Linked DNA regions of Sus scrofa: region 2 is linked to region 1. The links are chromatin contacts, called in public HiChIP or PLAC-seq maps. All regions are on one chromosome and are shown on one strand. Each heading gives the region's core, a stretch centred on a gene start, on an enhancer-like site or on the middle of the called end of the contact. The rest is flanking DNA. Distances are from core to core; before and after follow the strand shown.

The links. HiChIP or PLAC-seq counts read pairs in DNA pulled down with a chosen protein or histone mark.
Region 2: a contact with region 1 is called in an H3K27ac HiChIP or PLAC-seq map of skeletal muscle. The contact joins the promoter of AHDC1 here to the promoter of WASF2 in region 1. A contact is called at or near these places in 1 of 47 Hi-C or Micro-C datasets (embryonic fibroblasts) and 2 of 2 datasets of contacts at active chromatin or transcription factors (alveolar macrophages and skeletal muscle).

Annotation. Positions count from the first base shown.
Region 1 is chr6:84,695,069-84,701,868 of Sscrofa11.1, reverse strand. WASF2 (WAS protein family member 2) reads left to right here and starts at 4,441. Exons shown (of 9, transcript NM_001258444.1): 1 at 4,441-4,624. LOC102165025 (a long non-coding RNA gene) reads right to left here and starts at 4,059. Exons shown (of 2, transcript XR_298616.3): 1 at 3,906-4,059.
Region 2 is chr6:84,770,081-84,776,880 of Sscrofa11.1, reverse strand. AHDC1 (AT-hook DNA-binding motif-containing protein 1) reads left to right here and starts at 2,327. Exons shown (of 7, transcript XM_021095642.1): 1 at 2,327-3,252.

The DNA.
Region 1 (6,800 bases), core at 3,192-5,691:
GGCTAAGACAGAACCATTAAGTGGCAAAGTTGGGACTCAAACCCAGTTCTGGTGACTCTAAATGCCTTTTTGCTTCCCCTTGCAGAGGGAGAAGTCCCCTTCCCTGATCTTATCAGCCCCAGGGGACAGGGAACAGGCAGGGGTTATTTTTTAGAACTGGAGGGAGAAGAATGGGGCTTGGCCTTCAGAACCTGGAATTTGCAGGCAGTGAATTATTTCTTTGTTCCAGGTGATAGCTCTTAGGGTAGCAGGGGGAGGGCTTGCCCCTCAAGAGCAGCAAGCCCTCTCAAGCTCCAAGGTTGGGCTTAAATTCCAGCTATGCTGCTTCCTAACTGGCTGGCCTTTGGCAAGTCACTTAACCTCTCTGTGCTTCCCTTATCTCATTTGTAACATGATGATAATAGCAGGACCTAATTTCTAGGACTGCTATGAGGATTTATGAGCTAGTGCATATAAAGCACTTAGCACATGGCTGGCACATAATAAATGCTCAGTGTTAGTGCTTATTAATTACTATTAAGATGCACAGCATCACCCCCTCTGAAGCAACTCCTCTATCTCCATTGCCTAGAAGGAGAAACGAAGGCTTCTGTTGCCAGACAACCTTCAAGCAAAACCCCAGAATCTTCTCTGGTACAGGTAGTAACTGCCGATATCAATAAAAATAATAATTGTTAAAGTTAACAGTCAACAACTGCCACCATGTGCCAATCACCGTGCTAACTGCTTCACATTTATTATCTCATTTAATTTGCATGGCTCTGGGAAATAGAAGCAATTGTGATCCCCAGTTTACATATAGGGAAACTGAAGCTCAGAGGTGAAGTCACCTGCCCAAGGTCATATGCTAAGAAGGGGGATAGCTGTGATATGAACCTGGGCCTGCCTGGCTCCAAAGTCTTTTTTTTTTTTTGGCCATGAACCCTCAGCATGTGGAAGTTCCTGGCCCAGGGATCGAACCCACACCACAGCAGTGATCTGAGCCATTGCAGTGACTATACCAAATCCTTAACCCACTGCACCACAAGGGAACTCCTCCAAAGTCTTCTATGACAATTACAGTCAGAGGACAACTTGCCCAGTGTACAGACACTCGCATCAGCTCTTTCCCAAATGCATCTGCTTGATCTGTTCCTCAGGCTCACCTCCTTCCATGCTGTGGAGATCAAGCATCATTGAAGGAATGACTTCTGTGTGCCAGAATGTTTTATATACATTTCCACATTGAATTCTCACCCCTCGCCTCACCTTGTGCCCTTCTACCCCATCCCCATTTCTCAGAAGAGTAGCTGAGGCACAGAGAGGTTTGTGACTGCTCAAGGTCACACAATTCAAGGCCAGATCCTAGAACCAAGGTTCAAAGCCAGGGAGGTTGGCCTCAAAGCTTGTGTTCTTTCAGGGACTGTCAGAAAAAAACAGAGACCCTTGGAGAACAGCCCCACTTTCAAAGCCAGGTTCCCGCCCCTGCAACACCTTATTTGTTTGGACCCTGGGCCTGAGCTCCACCCTCCTTCCCCAATGCCACTATCCCTGTTGGCCTAGATGCCTTCCACACTCTTTCTCTTGGCCTGCCACGCTTCTCCTACCACCACCAGGAAGCCTTCACTGACCTCGCCCCACTCCCTGACATTCACTTTCATATACACATTGTACTTTGCCTTCTGGTTCCTTATCACAGTTTTTCCTTTTCTTTTCTTTTTTTGTCTTTTTGTCCTGTTAGGGCCGCACCCGCGGCATATGGAGGTTCCCACGCTAGGTCTAATAGGAGCTGTAGCCACCGGCCTATGCCAGAGCCACAGCAACGCCAGATCCGAGCTGTGTCTGCGACCTACACCACAGCTCACGGCAATGCTGGACCTTTAACCCACTGAGCGAGGCCAGGATCGAACCTGCAACCTCATGGTTCCTAGTCGGATTTGTTTCCACTGCGCCATGACAGGAATTCCTACAGTTTCTAACTATATTTTCATTTGTCTGATCATTTAACAACTTGCTTCCTCAACCAAACTGTAAGCTCCATGAGGGTCTCTGAGTCTGGTTTGCTCACCAACGTAGCTGCAGCCCTGGCAGGTTGCCTTACCCATGGTCGATGTGTAATAATTTTTTATTGAATGGATAAATCCATGAATGAATAAATAGCTATCAGCACTTTACACACATGACTCATTAATTCCACAACTAACTCACTGAATCCTCACAACTGCTCTGTTGTCCCCATTTTATTTTTTTATTTTAATTTTTTTTTGGCTGCTTCCATGGCACGTGGCAGTTCTCGGGTCAGGGACTGAACCTGCACCACAGAAGCAACCTAAGCCACTGCAGTGACAACACCGGGTTCTTAACCTGCTGCACCACAAGCAAACTTCTTGTTATCCCTGCTTTAGAGAAAAGGCGGATGAGGCCTAAAGCGAGAAAGTGGTGGAGCATGGATTCAATCTTAGGTCAGTCTGCCCGGATTTTGACCTCTGCACAGCACCTGCTGTCTCCTACACCCGATGGCCAGTGTAAGGATTTAAATAGCCATTGGTTGGGAGTTCTCTTGTGGCGCATTGGGTTAGGGACCCAGCATTGTCATTGCAGCAGCTTGGGTTGCTGCTGTGGCGTGGGTTCAATCCCTTGGCCAAGGAACTTCTACATGCCATGGGTGTGGCCAAAATAAAATAGTCACTGGTTGTCAGACCACATGTCCCAATTTGAGCCTGGAGGTCACTGACTCAGCGGGCACTGGGGCTTTGTCGGCACCACCCACTTGGTGGTTTTTGCCCTTCTAAAGTCTTAGACTACTTCCCTTCCCACTCCTTTTTTGGCTTCCTTCCTTTCTAGAGAGGGAAAGACTAGGAATTATAGCCAAGGCAGCACAGCCCTTCTGAGAAAAACAATCTTACAGTGAAAAGAGCCCTGTTCTGAGAGCAGAGACCTGGACTTAAGTCCTGGCATGGAGATGCCCATCTTGGCGCTCTGTGTCCTTGTTCGGGATTTTTTTTTTTTTTTTTCTTTTTTTTTCTTTTTAGGGCCGCACCCGTGGCATATGGAAGTTCCCAGGCTATGGGTCAAATCCGAGCTGCAGCCACTGCCACAGCCATAGCCACAGCAACACGGGATCCAAGCTGCATCTGCGGCCTACACCACAGCTCATGACAACACCGGATCCTTAACCCACTAAGTGAAGCTAAGGATTGAACCTTCATCCTCATGGATCCTAGTCAGGTTCGTTAATCACTAAGCCACAAAGGGAACTCCCTTTGTTTGGGATTCTGCCTTAGCTGACCCATCTGTCATCTCTTTCATCCCTGGCTCACTTCCTGCTTCTGAGGACCCCAGAAACAGCTCATGTGCACCCCTAGGATCACTTTTCCCAGGAACCTTGGTGATTAACAATAGCTGGGGGGTGGACTGTGCCTAAGTCTATGGTAGCCAGAGAGATGGGAGACTGGCCAGGCATCTTCAAGACCCTCCCTGGAATGCTACGATGTTGGGGAGGGAAGTCTTTTTCAGGAGACACCAGTCCCAGAAGGGAGAAATACATGAATGGAAGCCAAAAGATACAGGTTTGAGTCCCAAGGTCGTTTCATATCCTCTGGGTGACTCAGGGTAAGTCATGGAGTTTTCCGTTTTCACTTCTGCAAACCGAGGACAGTATCTGCCTTACACAGTTGCTCCAGAATACCTAAATGAGGTTCCTTTGCTAACCTGTTAATTTGTCATCTCGATATCCAGCCAGCAACCTTTTATAATCGATAAGACACACATATTCCCATTCATGCATGAATCCTTAACAAGCACTCTAGAACACGAGGCAGACATGACTACTCCTATTTTGCGGAAGGACAAACTGAGACCCAGATAAGTTCAGAGTTGTCTGAGGTAACAGAGTGAGGTGGCGGCTGAACCAGGGTCCAACTCACCTGACCCTGGCCTTTCAGAACCAGCTCCCAGTCACAGGACCCCGGGCCTCGCCCCGGATGAATCCCTTAGCAGCGGGCTGGAGTCTATGACTCACTCTCCCCACCCTTTTTTCTGCCCCGCGGGAGACCCGGAGGAAAGTGTCAAAAATATCTGCAACTTGAGGGGTGGCTACAGAAAGTTCATGGGCCTGGCCCCTTCCTTCCACCAGAGATTCTGGCTCTTTGAACTCTAACAAAGAGGATTAGCCATTTGATACACTTTTACAAGGTTTTACATTTTCTTAGGTGGGACTCTCCTACTTCGAATTTAGGAATTTTTTTAAGTTTAAAATCCACCCCCACTTCATTTGGTTTGCCCCTTGCTGTTTACTCCGATTGCGGAAGTAGCTCGGGTGGAGCTCCCGGGACTGTACTATTGAGTACGTCGTTTGCGTAGCTATTTAACTGACATTCCACTCGGGCCAATGGAATACCCGGAAGCCCCCGGCGGGTGGGGCAGAGAACCAATCAGGGCGGTTGGCGGGGTGTGGCCGCATCCCAGGGCGGGGAATCGCGTAATGGCGGACGCGTGCCGGGTGATCGCGGCTGGGGGCGTAGCGCGCTGAGGGGGGGGGTCTGGCTGTGTGGCAGCCGGCGGGGCGGCCTGCGAGAGCAGACCCCGTGCAGAGAAAGGCGGCCGGCCAGCCCCTCCGTCTCTGAGGGCGACCGCACGATACAAGGTGAGCAACAAGTCCCTGCGGGCGGGCCCGGCCCAGAGGCGCCGGGCCGACCTGGCCGCCCCTCCCAAGCCGCTCTGTGTCTCGGGGGAGTGGGTGCCGCGCCTCCTGTCGCGGACCGGCAGAGGCCGGGGGAGCGGCAACGCGGGGTAGTGTCTTGCCGTACACTCCTCCCTCCCCCAGGAGGAGGTGTCCCGGAGATCCCCTCGTGGGCTTGGAGGGGCCTGTGAAGCTGAGAAGTGCCCCAAGCTGACTTGGCTCTGCCACCAACTCGTTGTATGACCTTGGGCAAGTCACTTCCCTCTCTGGGCCTCATTTCCCCCATTTGTAAAGCGAAGCCTTTGCAGGCAGATGTGCAAGAGTTGGATCCCAGACATTGTCCGAGATATTGGGCAAGTTCTTCCCCAGGTGGAGCCTCAGTTTCCATCTCAGGGCCCTGAAGGCACTGAGGTGCTTTTTGAGATTTTAGGCCTAAGTTGCAGAGTGGCAGGGAGGTGTGTGTGTGTGTGTGTGTGTGTCTGTCTGTCTGTCTACAGGATGGTCTGCAGAGTAAGGAGAAGAGTTGGCTCCGGGGGCCCATCCAGGAAGGGTCTGGGTAAACCCAGATTATAGTGGGGTGGAGTGTGCTTGTCTTGGTCCTCCAGGATCCTAGAGCCTTTGAGATGGGGAAGTTTTATATAGGTCTCCATAGAGACAGAAGAGGAAGGAATCCTTGGAGCCTCTTGGGGTTTTGATTGAAATTTAGGCCCAAAAGAGTTCAGGTGGACTAGGAGGAGGAAGGGGAACATTTATGGTGCTCCTACTATGTGTCATACCTGGTTTAGGCATATGTTCTTATTTAATTTTTACAGCTACCCTTGAGAATTTGCACATAAGGAAACTTAAATTTCAGAGGAGTTAAGTAACTTGCCCAAGGTCACACAGTAAAGTGCAATGCTTACCAACACGAAGGTGTTTCCTTTGAGAATCATTGAGCCAGGGAGAATTCACTGTCCACTTAAAGGAAGTTTGCTTTGTCACACATTGGGGGAGAGGTCGGGTCCTAGACACTTGAACTGACTTTTGAAAAAAAAATTCATTTTACTGAAGTATAGTTGAGTTACTTGAATTCTGGCATGGGGACAGGCTGGGTCTTGATCTCTAGACAGTAAATTGTAACCCTTTGTTCAGCCTGTGAGTTGAAAAGGACCATTTCTAAATTGTAAAAGTCACATTGAAGTGTGTCAGAACCTCAGCAAACTCAGTTTGAATCCTTGCTGTGTGGCCTGTACAAGAAAGTTCACCAACTATTGGTGCATAGACTTGATTCTCAATTCAGAGTTGATGCCAGGCTAGTAACTTTTTCTTTTCCCCAAAAAGGCCACGTTTTCCTGGGATGGATGAAATTCCGTATTTGTTAGTGCAAATTTCTTTTGATTGCCAGGGTGAAAGTTTCAGTAGCCGGACTCTTGATTAAGTGAAATGCTCCTTTATTTGTGCTTCCTGTTATTTGACTTCTAGATGATGAAAATTGTGGACCTAGAGTGGGTACTATAAATTGCAGCCCGAAATTTTTCCAAGCCTCAGAGCTTTTGGTTAATCAAAATGGTAGGACGGCAGTGTGTATTGTACTCATATGTCAGTGGTAGGGAAGAAAATTGGAAGAGGAAGTTGCTGAGAAAGAGGGCGTTTCTTAGCAGTGGAGCCAATATGTATTTCTTTGTTTGAAATTCTAAAACCAGAAAAGCAGCAACTGAAGGAGGAAGGAAGGAAAGAACTCTGAAACTCCTCTTCCCGTTGAAATACCTTTAGACTGTCCCTGTTACTGTCCCGTCTGAGGCTCTGCTTTCATGGAAAAAGTCAATTGTAATTTGTTCAATGTTCAGAAGTTGTATTCTAGAATGAAAGAATTTTAAATCTTAAACCGTCTGATTTAATGAAAAAAAATCAGAACACCTTAGTGAATACGTTACTTATCAGTAGATGATTCTTTTTCTCAACATAATTACCAGTTGTGGTCTTTGGGTTTCTTTTTTTAAAAAACTGATTTAAATTAGTGAATTGCAGGAGTTCCCCTGTGGCTCAGCTGTAATGAACCTGACTAGTATCCACGAGGACGCAGGTTCAATCCCTGGCCTCTCTCAGTGGGTTAAGGATCCGATGTTGCCGTGAGCTGTGGTGTAGGTTGCAGACGCGACTC
Region 2 (6,800 bases), core at 1,078-3,577, 77 kb before region 1:
TCAGGCTGGTTAACATGGAAGGTGATCTGGAGCTGCACATTTGCTGGGATCTAGATATTGGGAATTGGTGATCAAGAAATGCACTGGACAGTGGTTTAAAGCAGACTAAATTATAATCTCTGCCTGAGCTGGGAGGGGTGGTGTGGGGTGGTGAGATTTAGACCCATAAGGCTGTGGTCTGGGTATGGGGAAGTAGGTGAGCTAAAGCCACATAGATATTGATCTAGAGCAGGCAGAGTCTTGGCCCAAAGCCAGAACACCATATGATCTAGAACAGCACCCATCCAATAGACATCTAATAGGAGCCACCTATGTCATCTAAGTTTTCTAGTAGCTACATTAAACAAAGTAAAAAGAAATAAGTGATTAAGTTTAATATATGTTATGTAACTCCATATAGCCAAAACATTATCATTTCAACATATATAATCATTATAAAAATCATTGAGATATTTTACATTTTTTTTCATTTTTAGATTTCAAAATCTGGTATATATTTCATACTTACAGCACATCCCAATTCCAACCAACCACATTCCCAGTGCCCAGAAGCTAGTTTCTACCATACTGGGTGGCATAGTCTACCAGCATTGGGCAGTTCAGAAGCAGGCTTTTCTTTGGGACCAGGGTCCAGAGGAGACGTGAGCCAGAATGATCTGGAATAAACAGAGGTGGGCACACCAGAGGTTGTATTCTTAGCAGACTTGAACTGGGTATAGACTGGCTCATCCTGGGAGAGCATCTAATCTCTGGTAATCAGGTCCCTCCCTCGGAGTCCTGACCAAGTGGCCTCCAGCTCCTCCCTCCCTCATCTCAATGTCACCTCTGACTCTGGAGTCTGGTCTGGCCTGGCAGGTGGGGGTGGGGCAGGGTAGCAGCTGGACCCTTGAGGGAGCAGGAGCTCCACCCCTCCAAGCCAGCTGCTGCCAGCCTTCCTGGACTGCCCCTGTGGAAACAGGGGGCCCAGAGACAGAAATAAACTGCCAGGTTTCCGGGGCGGAGTGGGGGGGCGCTGCCAACCTTTGTGCTTCCTTGCTAGGGGGTGGAGGGGGGCAGGAAGCAACTCCAGGCCCTGTCCCAGGCTGTTACCCCTGCATGCCATCTCCCCTCCCCTCACCCTAGGTGGCCTCACCCCCATTTCTCTGAGGCTGAACTAGGTCTAGAATTTGATGAATTAGTGAACCCTGGGGGCCCAGGAGTCTGGGTCTGACCTTTGGGAGCAGAGGGTGATCCCCAGCTTTGTGCACCATCCTGGGGGCCCCACTAGCTGCTCCAGGGCGGGAGGTGAACAGATTCAGAGGGCTGCAGTGGGGCATTTGAACTAAGAGCTGGAAGATCTATGTTGGATGCTCAGCCCTGCCACTAACTGGCCAAGGACAGCTTTGGGCAAAATCACTTTGAGCCTCAGTTTCCTCTTCTATAAAAAGGGGGTAGTGTTTGTCCCGTTTGTCTCAGGGCAGTGTAGTTCAGTTGACTACATTGTTGACTCTGGAGCCACAGTTTATCTGACTCTGGCCTCTGCCGCTGTGTGACTTTTGGCCAGTCACTTAACCTTTCCTGGGCCTATTTCCTCATCAGCCAAAAAGGGACATTACCTACTTTATGGGAACTTTATAATCAAGTGAGTTAGTGCGTGCTAATCATGCAGGACAAGTGCCCAGTGTTGGCTCTTGCCTTTGGGTAGTCCTGAAGTTCAAATGGGTTTTAAGTGAAAACGCTTTATTCAGATATAAGGGATTCTTGCTCTGTTAAGAGTTCTCTTGCACCTCCTCATTTTATAAAGGAAAAACTGAGCCCCCCCCCCCCCAGAAAAAGGGAAGGCGTTTTGGCCAAGGAGAGGCACACAGCAAGCAAAACTTTTATTTGGTACCCACCATGTAAAGCCAGGTAGCTCATCCCCAGTTTACAGGTAAAGAAATCGAGGCCAGTGATTGGCCACCGGTGCCCAGCGGCGCTATCCAGTGAGGCCTGAGTCCGCCGCTGGGGAGGGAGTGCCCTGGCCGCCGACGCTCGCGGGAGGAGGGGTGTGCAGGTAGCGGGCGCCCTGGAGCCGCTGCCAGAGCCAGGCGCGCTATTAATAATCCCGCCGCTCGGGCTCGGCCTCAGCCTCAGCCGAGAGCGCAGGTCCGGACCGCCGCCGGGCGCCGCCCGGGCCTGAGCCCCAGCCGGATCGCGGCGGCCCTCCCCTTCTCCCCGCCACGTGACCCCCCCCCACTCCGCGGGCAGCCGAGGGCCCGGGCTGGCGGGCCGGGGGCCAGGAAAAAGCCAAAAACACCGAGGCTGGGCCGCTCCCCTCCCGCTCAAAATAGCCCCCGGCCGGGGCTGCCACGCATTCCGCCGGGCCCGGGGCGCGGGAAGGGGCGGCCGGCCGGGCCCCCGCCCGGCCCGACGTGGCTGCCTGGCCGGGTTGGAAGGGGGGGCGGCGAGGGCGGGCCGCGCGGCCGGCCGGCATGTGGCTCTCCTTCGGGGAGCCTTGGCAGCCCGGGCTGCGCGCTGCGCCGGGATGATGGAGAGCTTCTGGAATTTCCTGCAGCTGGAGAGCGCGGCCGGCCGGGGGAGCGGGCTGAGCGCGCGGCTCGGGAAGGGGCGCCTTGCAGCCCGACCCTAGGGGGCGCCCCCGCCGTGGGGGTGGTGGGAGAGATCTCTCGACCCTCCCCGAGACTGCGCCCGCTGGGGACGGCACACCCCTCCCCCGCCGCGTTTTTCGGGTCTGGCGGGGGTCCAGTCCCGCCCCTCCCGGCCGGGGCGGCGGAGAGGGGCCAGGTGCAGGCAGCGCCCCTCCCCCAGCCGCCTGGTTTCCCTCTCGGCCCGTCACCTCCTCCAGGAGTCAGAAGCTCCGCGGCCTCATCTGGGAGGGGGGCGGGGGTGGCTGGGATCAGGGGGCTGCGCAGGCCTGCCAGGTAGCCCGAGAGGCGGCGGCGGGAAAACTTAGAGGCGGACCGTTCAGGCCCGAGAACCGCGGGGCCTGCGGACCAGAGCCTCTTGCTCCAGCAAGAGGCGCCTAAGGGCATCTAGGAGGGAGGTGAGGCAGTTATCTCCCCACAACCTCCGACCCCCGCCCCCATCCCCCGCAGCTGCCGTCGGGTGGGGGTCGGATGTGCCCGCAAAATCCTGGACAGTTTTCTCGACGGCGGTGGCGGCGGCAGCTTTCCTTGGGGGCGGCTCTGCACCTTGCAGGTTCCGACGTCCAGAAAAGGGCTCCCAGGAGGGAGGGGCTTCCTTTTACAGGAGCCCTGAGATCCAGGGGAGTAGGTAAGCGACCGCTTAGGGCTCACTCTTGGCACTGTGGCTTGCGGGAGGGAAAGAGGTCTACCCTGCTCTTTGTGGGGGAGGGGAAGGGATGCTTTCCCACCGCTTTGCAAGTTCCAGGACCATTTGGTGCTCTGCAAACTGATGAACCGTTTGGCAACTCAGCAGGCACCTCCCCCTCCTGGGGTGGATCCCCTCTCCCTTTGCCAATGGTCCCTGTTCCGCTTCTTGTCCTGCCCCAACCCGGCAAACCCTCACCATGTGAAACAGTGGGGCTGGTTATAGTTCAGTACCTTCGCTGCCCCCTCACTGGCTGTGTGACCTTGAGCAAGTCCCTCCACTCCTTAGCCCCCTTGCTTATTTGAAAAACTAGATAATAGTAGGTAGGCCACAGCCTTGCTGCGGGATTTAAAGTTGTATGACATTTAAAGCAAGTACCATAGTGTCTGCATATGGTAAGGACTGGAAATAAAGAGCGCCTGTGTGTCAGACGGCCCCATTCATAGCCTTCAAAGTGTTTGAACCTCTTTCCCCTCCAACAACCCTGAGAAATTTGGCTTCCCAAGGTGAGCGGTGCACCCTGTCAGTTGGGCTGGGAAGGATGGGAAGACGCTGGTTGCGTTGGGTGTTCTTTTATTCATTAGACATATATTTAATGTTGTTCTCTGCCAGCTCCAGTCTGGGGGAGCGATTTATACATTTGTACTGGGGAATTGAGAACTAGGACTGGTCACCACACTGCTAAAGCTGGTAGGGCCTTTGAAGTCCATCCTGCTAGGCTAGCTCTTAGTACAGATGGAGAAACTGAGGCCCAGGGCGGGGTCATGGTCTCCTCACAGCGCTCTTCCAGCTGGTCGGGTGGGGGTAGGAGAGGAGGTGGGAGCGAGGGCTGGCAGAGAGAACTCTGTGCTGGGGAAGTTGGGGCAGCCCCTGGCCCAGCTCCCTGGGATATGGCCCAGGCGGGCTGAGAAGCTGGTGGAATTCTCCTTTCCCCTCCCTCCCATCTCCAGGCTGACCTCTCACTCCACCTCTGCTAGAGTGGGTGGGGGCGGAACCCAGATACCCAGATTCAAATTCAAATGCTTCCTCAGCCCAGGAGGTTGGGCCTGGGCCTGTGTCAACTCCCACCCTTCCCTCTCCTCCTATCCCTCAACCCCCACCCCCAGTTCTCCCCGCTTCCTGTTGGACGGGCCTTCCTAGTGTACTGGAAGGAACTTAAGGTTCCATTTGTTGTCTGTGTGAACTTGATCAGACTACACCACTTCTGTGAGCCTCATTTTGCTTTTTCGCAAAATGGAGTTGAAATAAAACTACCCGAGGTCCCGCTGTGGCTCAGTGGTGATGAACCCGACTAGTATCCGTGAGGACACGGGTTTGATCCCTGGCCTCGCTCAGTGGGAAGGATCCAGCATTGCTGCAAGATGAGGTGTAGGTCGCAGACGGGGTTCGGATCCTGCATGGCTGTGGCTGTGGCTGTGGCTTAGGCCGGCAGCTGCAGTTCCAATTCGACCCCTTGTCTGGGAACTTCCAGGGTGTGGGTGTGGCTCTAAAAAGACCAAAAAAAAAAAAAAAAAAAAGAAAAGAAAAGAAAGAAAAACTGCCTTGCAAAAAACCTTTTTGCAGCATTCCAGAGGCTCCCTGGCAGAGATCTATTTAAATAATAAAAGGCAGAGATTCCCTAGAAGGTACCTTCAAAGCCAGGTATAGGGAACAGAGCCACCTCCCTTTACCTTTGGTTTGGAGCGGCAGCTCTCTGGGGCCCTGGGATAGGAAGTGGGGTAGGGGTGAACACCAGATCATTTTGGCAAAGTACAAACTTGAGCAAATTTATGTGGCCCAGATTCCAGGGCTGCCAGGTGCCCATGTCTCTGAATGGGGCAGTTCTCATAAACTCTCTAGGTCTACAGACCCTTCTCCGAGCTCATCCTGTTCCATTTCCCTCTGCTTCAGGGAAACTTCCTGGGCTGACTGTACTCCATGCCACCCCCCACCCCCCCCCAGTTATCATAGAGGGGGGTCTCAATGAGGGACTGTAGAAGAGAAAAGGGCTGAAGCAGCAACTGGGCTGTGTGACTTTGGGCAGGCCGATTCCCCTCTCTGGGCCTCGGTTTCCTCCTGCTTCATGGAGAAGGCTAGATTAGTGACTCCCTAAGGCACCTTCCAGCTCTGACAGGCTTGGAGCTTGTGTTGACTGATGTATCCTAGGAGATAGGAGCACACAGAACCGAGTCAGCTGGGAGATTCCTGCCGAGGTATCACCGCCCCCCTCCAGAAAGCTGGAGCGCCTCCCTTCCCAAGACACACCCTCCAGGGATACTGGCTAAGATTCTGGTGGGTGGAGGGGGCATATCACCCAAGTGGTGCTGTTGATTCCCAGGGTCCCTGTTGTCAGTAGAGAAGCCTGTGCCTAAGAACAAGGGCTTGTGGCAGGCGGGGCTGTGAGACTGTGCTTGCTTCTAGGGGAAGGGAATGTGTGTGTCAGTGACCAGTAGGCCTCCAGGGAATGGGGGGCGCGGTGCATGAGGCAGCTTGCTTGCGAGGTGGTGTGTCCAGAAGAACAATCACAGGGGCAGTTTACTGGGTTGTGTGCAAGACAAGGAGGCTGACAATGGGAGGGAGAAAAAAAAAAGACATGGATGAACCCAAGAGCCAGGCTTTGGGCTAGCGCAGGCTGTTTGGGGAGGCTCCAGCCTTACTGGGAAGTGAGAGAAGATTCAACACAGTCCGACACAGTTTTGCCTGTGCCTGGGTGGTCGGCTTGTTTACAGGTGCTGAGCTGAAGTGCACTGTTCTGAATTGCAGTTGTCACATTCTGTTGTGGGGGTATCTGTGTCGGGGGTGTTGTCAAGGTTTCCTGAACAGCAAGTGTCTGGCTGTTTGGGGGAAGGTCTGTACAGGACGACAGTGTAAGGCAATGGGCAGCTTTTGTCCATTTGGGGTGCCATGAGACTGTACCAGGGGCATCCTTTCTGGCTCTTAGGAAGCCTTGGGCTATACTGAGGGAATTGCCACGCTGTAACGGAGGGTGCGATCAGGCTGTGAGGGAATCCTGGCCTTGTTTGGGGTCCCTCTTCCCCCTCCATGTCCCACACACTGGGAGAGAGGTCTCCTGTCTTAATCAGACCCTCCGCAGGTAGGCAAGCATGCAGTCGCAACCCGCTCACACTGGCAGTAATTTTACCACGGTGCCTAAATCAGGAACAGGCGTGAATTGACCTTTTAACCCCTTCCCCGCCACGGGATTAGACTCCGTTTCCTGTTCAATCTCCTCCAGAACCAGTTCCATCCCGCCTGCCCCCCCCCCAAGAAGCGGATAAGCAACCCCCACCATCTCTTTTCTCCCCCTTCCCCTGGCAAGCCTTGGGGGGGCCCGAGGGCCAGGCTGGTGCAGGGCCTGGCAGGAGCTGAGGGCCCAGGCGGGGAGTGATAAATATTGAAGAGGAGGGATTTCGGTGTGGGCTGGAGCAGCTGCAGTGGTTCGAGTGTCACACTATCTCTCCCCAGGTTTACTGACCCATTTCCATTCACGCGGCTGCCGGTTTCCTAGCAAC